2 separate regions of the Anser cygnoides genome follow, and region 2 is linked to region 1. A link is a contact called in public Hi-C data. All regions are on one chromosome and are shown on one strand. The core of a region is the stretch at or near the end of the contact, and the rest is flanking DNA. Distances in the headings are between cores, read along the strand shown.

Region 1 (2,892 bases), core at 187-2,686:
CCACCTACTACTCCTGTTCATTGAAAGCCATAGGTAATCAGTCCAGCTCCCAAGATGAGGAATACTTCTGGAGGTGTAGCTGAGATGGTCTCCCTTGGTACATTTCCAAAACAGCCTGCTCAGAACGCTTACACAGTGCAAGCAGCGGGGCAACTTCTATGCCAGGAAGTGGCAGGTGACCCCTTCTGGTTACTGTGCTCCCTCAGGCATTGAAGGACACGGACTGTCATTTCAGTTTGTTAACACTTGCAGGAGTGAACGTGGCCTACTGGCTTCTCTCGAGTGAAGATTTCTAGTCAACTGACAGGAGGATTTAGCTCAGGCACTGTGAGCTGCAAAGTAACATCTAAACTAGAATTTGTTTCGCTTCCTGTTGTATTGGTATGTTACCCGTACAATCTGTATGTTACTCATACGGTTTAACTATGGATTTAGTCTGGATTTAACAAAGCTTTTTATAGTTTGATTTTCTGTTTTACAGATGTATATGTATAGGTTTGTGGAAAATGTATATATGGATTCTGGGAAGAAAAACTGCATTGAGGTATATGCTTTATTTCACATTTGTGTACAATGGAGTATCCATTAGGAAAATAATTATAGCCGTGTAAAATTTGTACAAGCAAGACTGGTCAAAGACCTTGCTGCATTTTGATTAGATTTTAGGTGAGTTTCCTAAAATGTATTTAGCTTACCCTAACACTTGTTTCGGTAAAGAAGACTCCTGCTGTGTAAGTGTTCCATAACCATGTTAAACGACTATTTATAGCAGCAACTGTAACTAGTACTATTAACAGGTACTATTACTAGCGAGCTTCTCACGCTACCATCTCCTGAAACGGCCAGAAGACAACTTATTTCAGCTCGCGCGGCCTCGGGATTTTCCCGCTCGGGAGGCCCGGCCCTCAGATCCCCGTGAGGAGCCTCTCTCGCCCTGTCCCGCGGCGGGAGGAGGCAGAGGCCGCAGGTACGCGGAGGCATGCAGCACCTACCCGTGCTACACCCCGCACCGCCAGCAGCTGCCGGAGCGGAGCGAAACGACCTCCTAACTTGCCGCGCACCGCCCGGGAGCCATTTTAAAGCTCCGCTCTCGCAGCTCTCCCTCGGAGGCACCGCAGCGGTGGCCGGCACCTCCGCATTACTGACCGACCCTTCACAGGCCGCTGGACCCCACCGCGGGCCGGGAGGGCGGTGCCAGCCCCGCCGCTAACGGCCGGGCGCCACACAGGTGGCGGCGAGCAGCCGGCCGAGCCGTGCCGATCCGATCCGAGCCGAGCCGAGCCGTGCCGTGCCGTGCCGTTCCGACCTGCCCGCGGCCGCACCGCCCGCCCCGGTGCTGGCGCTCGCCGCAGCCAATGGCGCCGCCTCTGTCAGGCTCGGCCCGCCCGCTGCCGGCGCGGGGGAGGGCTGAGGGCCGCGGGGAGGGAAGGGGCGAGGGGAGTTGGATGATTGAACTTTCTTGTTTAGTTTCTGCGCCGCGGAGCCTTCTGCCCCCACCGCAGCCCGGCACCCGCCCGGCGAGCGGGAGCGCACCCCGGCGCCTGCCGCCCCCCGCAGCCCCCTGCCCTCCTCCTGCCCCCCCGCCCGCCCAGCCATGGTGCCCGGCGCGTCCCTCGCCCTGCTCCTCTGGGCAGCGGCCGCCTGCGGCAGCCCCGCCGGGCCGGGGGCCGGCGCCCGCAAGGAGGACGAGGCTTTCTCCACGGCCAGATGCACCTCCAGGTGCCTGAGCCTCCAGATCACCCGCATCTCCGCCTTCTTCAAGCACTTCCAGGTAGGGGCACGGCGCCGGGCGGGGTGATCCCGCTGCCCGCCCGGGGGGTGGCCGGGTGCCCGGGCGCACCCCCGGCAAACTTCGCGGCGGCTCCAGCCCCGCCGGCACCTGGAGGCGGCGGGCAGGGGGCGAGGGCTCCTCACAGGTGGTGGCCGGGACGGGGCGGCCCCGAGGGGTGCGCTTTGGGCTTTGCTTTTAACGAGGGGTGAGGGGGGACAGTGGGTGCCGGCCCGGTGAGGGTGCGGGTAAGGCTTCTCTTATTTTTGCCTCTCCTTCGGGATAACGGTGGTGGCGAAACGGGGATGACGTGGGGGGAAGCGGGGACGAGGCGTGGGGAGAGCTGCGTGGTATGAAATGCAGTGAGCTGTGCGGAGGGAGGGCGAGCCCCTGAAGCTCCTAAAGCGGCTGCCCTGGAAGCGATGCGGGAGGTGGTGTAAGGGCAGCGGGTGTCTGCCCGCCCGTCCCCGCCTTCCAGCTACACGCACTCCTTTTATCTAACCTTGTCTTGGACACTTCCAGGGATGGGGCATCCGTAACCTCTCTGGGCAGAGGTTTTCCATTCTCCCTTCCCCACCTGTTCTCGACTGTGCACGCATTGAGCCGAATAAATGAGGGACCCCCCGGAGCACGTCTCCCTCTGTAGCCCCCAAGTCCCTTTGAGAACAAGCCTGGCGGGCAGCGCGGCCACCTCCACGTCTCGGGACAGCACGGCCCCGCAGCGCCTGGGGAGCGCCTCTCGCTTCCCTTCGGCTTCCCCGTGCGCTACGAACTGGGACCGATCGCACCGACGGCTCGGGGAAGGCAGCTCCGAGGGCTGCGGTGTTGGCACAAAACCCCGGCCGGGGAGAGGTTCGAGGATAACCCTCTTAAAAACAAAAGTCACAGCGAAAGGAAAGCCTGCCGCGCTCGTCCCGCCGGCCGCGGGAGTCGCTCGCTGCCTGTAGCAGGGTTTGGGCCGACGGGACCCGGGCTAGGACCGGGGCAGGGTGCAGTGGGCGCTGCCCCGGGCCAGGCTTTGCCGGGTCTAGGGGTGGCGAGGCGCTTGCTGGCAACGTGGCCAGCTGCCCAGCGCGTCTGGAAAGGATGGTACTCGTTAAAATAGTTCATTATCTTGGGGAGGG
Region 2 (2,916 bases), core at 349-2,848, 530 kb after region 1:
ACTTGGAACTACCCCTGATTAAAGGTTTAATTCTCACCAACTCAGAAATCTAATAATTTTAATCTACGTCACTAATCTTCCAGTAAATAAATAGATCAGACTCAGAACAGAAGGAACAAGAGGCTAACAAACGTACTTAACATTAATCTACACACTTCTGGACAGATGAGAATGACAAGGGTCCTCCTGCTATTTTAGTGACTTTTGTACTTGCCTAAACTGTCACCCAAAGTATCAATTCAGATGTAAACATTTTCTCCATACTAATGTCTGCTACAAATTAGAACTCTATAGTTAAGGAAAGATTCTTTTTCCACTAGTAGGACTTATGCAGCCTTCTCAACCTCAAGCTCGTCCTGTCAATACGGGGAAAAAGTACAAGATGACAAAAAGAGAAGGCAGTAATTTCACCATAAGATGGTTTGGTTGTGTGCAAGATAAACCCAGGGCCCTCTTTTGCAACTATTTTTCATGTGGATTTGGGCTGCAAGTCAGTTGCTGTTGCTGCCGCTTCCTCTTCCTGTCCATACAAAATATGTGCATCGAATTTAGTTAGAATTTCCCAAACCACCAAAACCATGCGTAACACCTTTTGTAAAGTATTATTAAAGGACTATTCCTCAACACACAGAAAAATTCAAATAAAACAATGTTTTATGCATGAAGACTTCAGTATCTTCTATCAGTCCCATGGAGTTTGTTCATATTTTTATATATGTATTCTTTTTACAGATCACCATTCGTGCGAAAATGCCAGATATTCACCTTTTGTCCCTGTGAAAATGGCACACAGACATTTCTGTATTACTGTAATTAGGAGGATAAATAGGATTGTGCCCTTGATTAATTTCTCTCCCCCCTTCTTTAAAAGCTGTATTTTAATTTATAAATTGAGGACGTGAGCTATCACAGGAGAATAAATAAATAAATAGGTAAACAAATAAATAAAAATCCAAGGCAACCGATCAGACTCCCAGTAAGCAATTTCAAAGCCGTGTTAACCAAAAAGATGCCAACAGCACTTCCAGACACATTTTCTGAACGCTCTCACGCCGCCAGCACCTGCCGCACTGAACGCCTTTACTCCTTATGCTGAAGAGCAGCGCGCAGATCGGCACCTCCCAACTGAGCGACGTGCGTTTGTTCGCATTTGTTGTTGCCTGATCACCTATATACGTAATAAAAGCTATTTTTTTCCCTGTGATTTACGTTTTAAATATTACGTTCCTGCCAAAACTCTGCTAATTTATCTTCATTATAGGCTAGCATGTACAATGCCGGGTTATGTTACAGCAGGGTCTCGCCTCTGTATATGCACTTTGCGTGATGATTGCACGTACATACACCATCCTGCAGACTTTTATTTCCTACTCCAGAAAAGCCACTTACACCACCACAACCCTATGCCTGCGGGTGGGGTGCTGAGCTCAGAGCAATTAGTGGAACAGAGGCAGAACTACCACCCGCACATCCCCCCGCCGCTGCAACAGAGCCCCTCACATCATGGCGGCTCCCCCAGCCGCGGGCTCCCCCTTCCCCCCTCCCACCCCGAAGCCTCGCCGCGGTCTCGCGAGGTTAGGTGCGGGGCGAGGCTAGGTGCGGGGCGAGGCGGCGCGGCCGGCGGTGGGCGCCGCGGGCGAGGTGCGGCTCGGGCTGCCCGCGGCACCCGCCGCCATCTTGGCTCCGCCGCAGGGAGGGGCGGGGAGAAAAGAGGGCGTGTGTGTGTGTGTGTGTGTGTTTAAGGTTAAAGTTGGAAAGGAGGAGGCCCGCTGAAAAATTGGCTTTCTGGCTCGAGTGTAAAAGATTTCGTGGCTTTTCTTAACGTCGCGATCGCTGATATTGTCGGCTGGCTTTCTGTAGATGTCACACGTGAAAAGTGGGTCTCGCAGTTTGAGCTCTGTGTCGCTTGTTGATGGCGGTTGTTTACTGGGCGTGGGGGGAGGGAGGAACAGTCAAATTGCTTTGTAAGCCTCAATTTACGGCCCACGAGATGAAATAGATAAATTGAAGCTCACCTGAGTGGGATTAAATGTGGAGCTGAGACCCTGTCCACTCAGAACAGTGCTGTTTGTTTTGCACTGGTAGTCAGGGCAATAGCCTGTTCAAGCAATTGTATTTCTGTGTATTATCCTTTAGAGTCCGAGTCTTGCTGGGTGTAAACCAGATTTACAGCTTGATCTGTGTGTAACTCCCGTGAGACCCTTGCAGCACAGAAAAGCACGAGGTTTTTCTGGTACTGACCAGCAAGCCTGAGTCTCACCAGGCTCCGGCATCGCCACTTTGGTTTTGCGGGCAGTTGGCTTAAGTGGCTGGAACAGGCCTGTCAAATTTTTCGGCAGGGGCAGAAAGAACCACCTGTTCATGTTGTTAATTATAAGGGAGGCTTTGTTTGTTTGGTCTCTGCAGTATTATCAACGGTAGTTCTTCCTGTTTTTGAAATGAATAACTCAGTTTATGGTTGGTGGTGAATAGCACAGTGCTAGATGGGTGCTGGAGGGAGAGAGGAGTAGCAACTGAAAAGTTCTGCCTGAAACTGTTACATTTTCTTACAAATCAACTGTTAACACATCTATGTTTTGGGTTGTGATCCCTTGAAAGCTAAATGTGAGGGGGCTGTGAAGGGAGCTATGTTTATAGGGTCAGGGCCTTGGTGTGCAGCTACCTTTCAGCTACTTCATGTTCTGTTTTTGTTTTGTTTCTTCATGTTTTTAAACAGGTTATGTTTAGAAGAGAGGAAGTTTCTACTGTGTAATTGTCGTGTCCAAGAGGTCGTCTGTTGATATTCCCTGTGTAGCTCCATGGTAAAACAGCTTCTGAGAGTGTCATCATCTTGATCTAGAGGTTACTTTTAAGAAAATGTGGACTGTTAGAAGTCTCTGTACTGCTCAAATACAGTTATGTCAGTTTAAAGAAGGC

What was found. Hi-C and Micro-C count contacts between places; a contact is called where the count stands out from the background.
Region 2: a contact with region 1 is called in a Hi-C map of liver, with 2.4 times the contacts expected there. The contact joins the promoter of PNPLA4 here to the promoter of ANOS1 in region 1. A contact is called at or near these places in 3 of 7 Hi-C or Micro-C datasets (all in liver).

Annotation. Positions count from the first base shown.
Region 1 is chr1:134,427,405-134,430,296 of Taihu_goose_T2T_genome, forward strand. It overlaps ANOS1 (anosmin 1), which reads left to right and starts at 1,437. Exons shown (of 13, transcript XM_066982334.1): 1 at 1,437-1,771. The coding sequence starts at 1,595.
Region 2 is chr1:134,960,915-134,963,830 of Taihu_goose_T2T_genome, forward strand. It overlaps PNPLA4 (patatin like phospholipase domain containing 4), which reads left to right and starts at 1,599. Exons shown (of 9, transcript XM_048056201.2): 1 at 1,599-1,641; 2 at 2,717-2,916. The coding sequence starts at 2,857.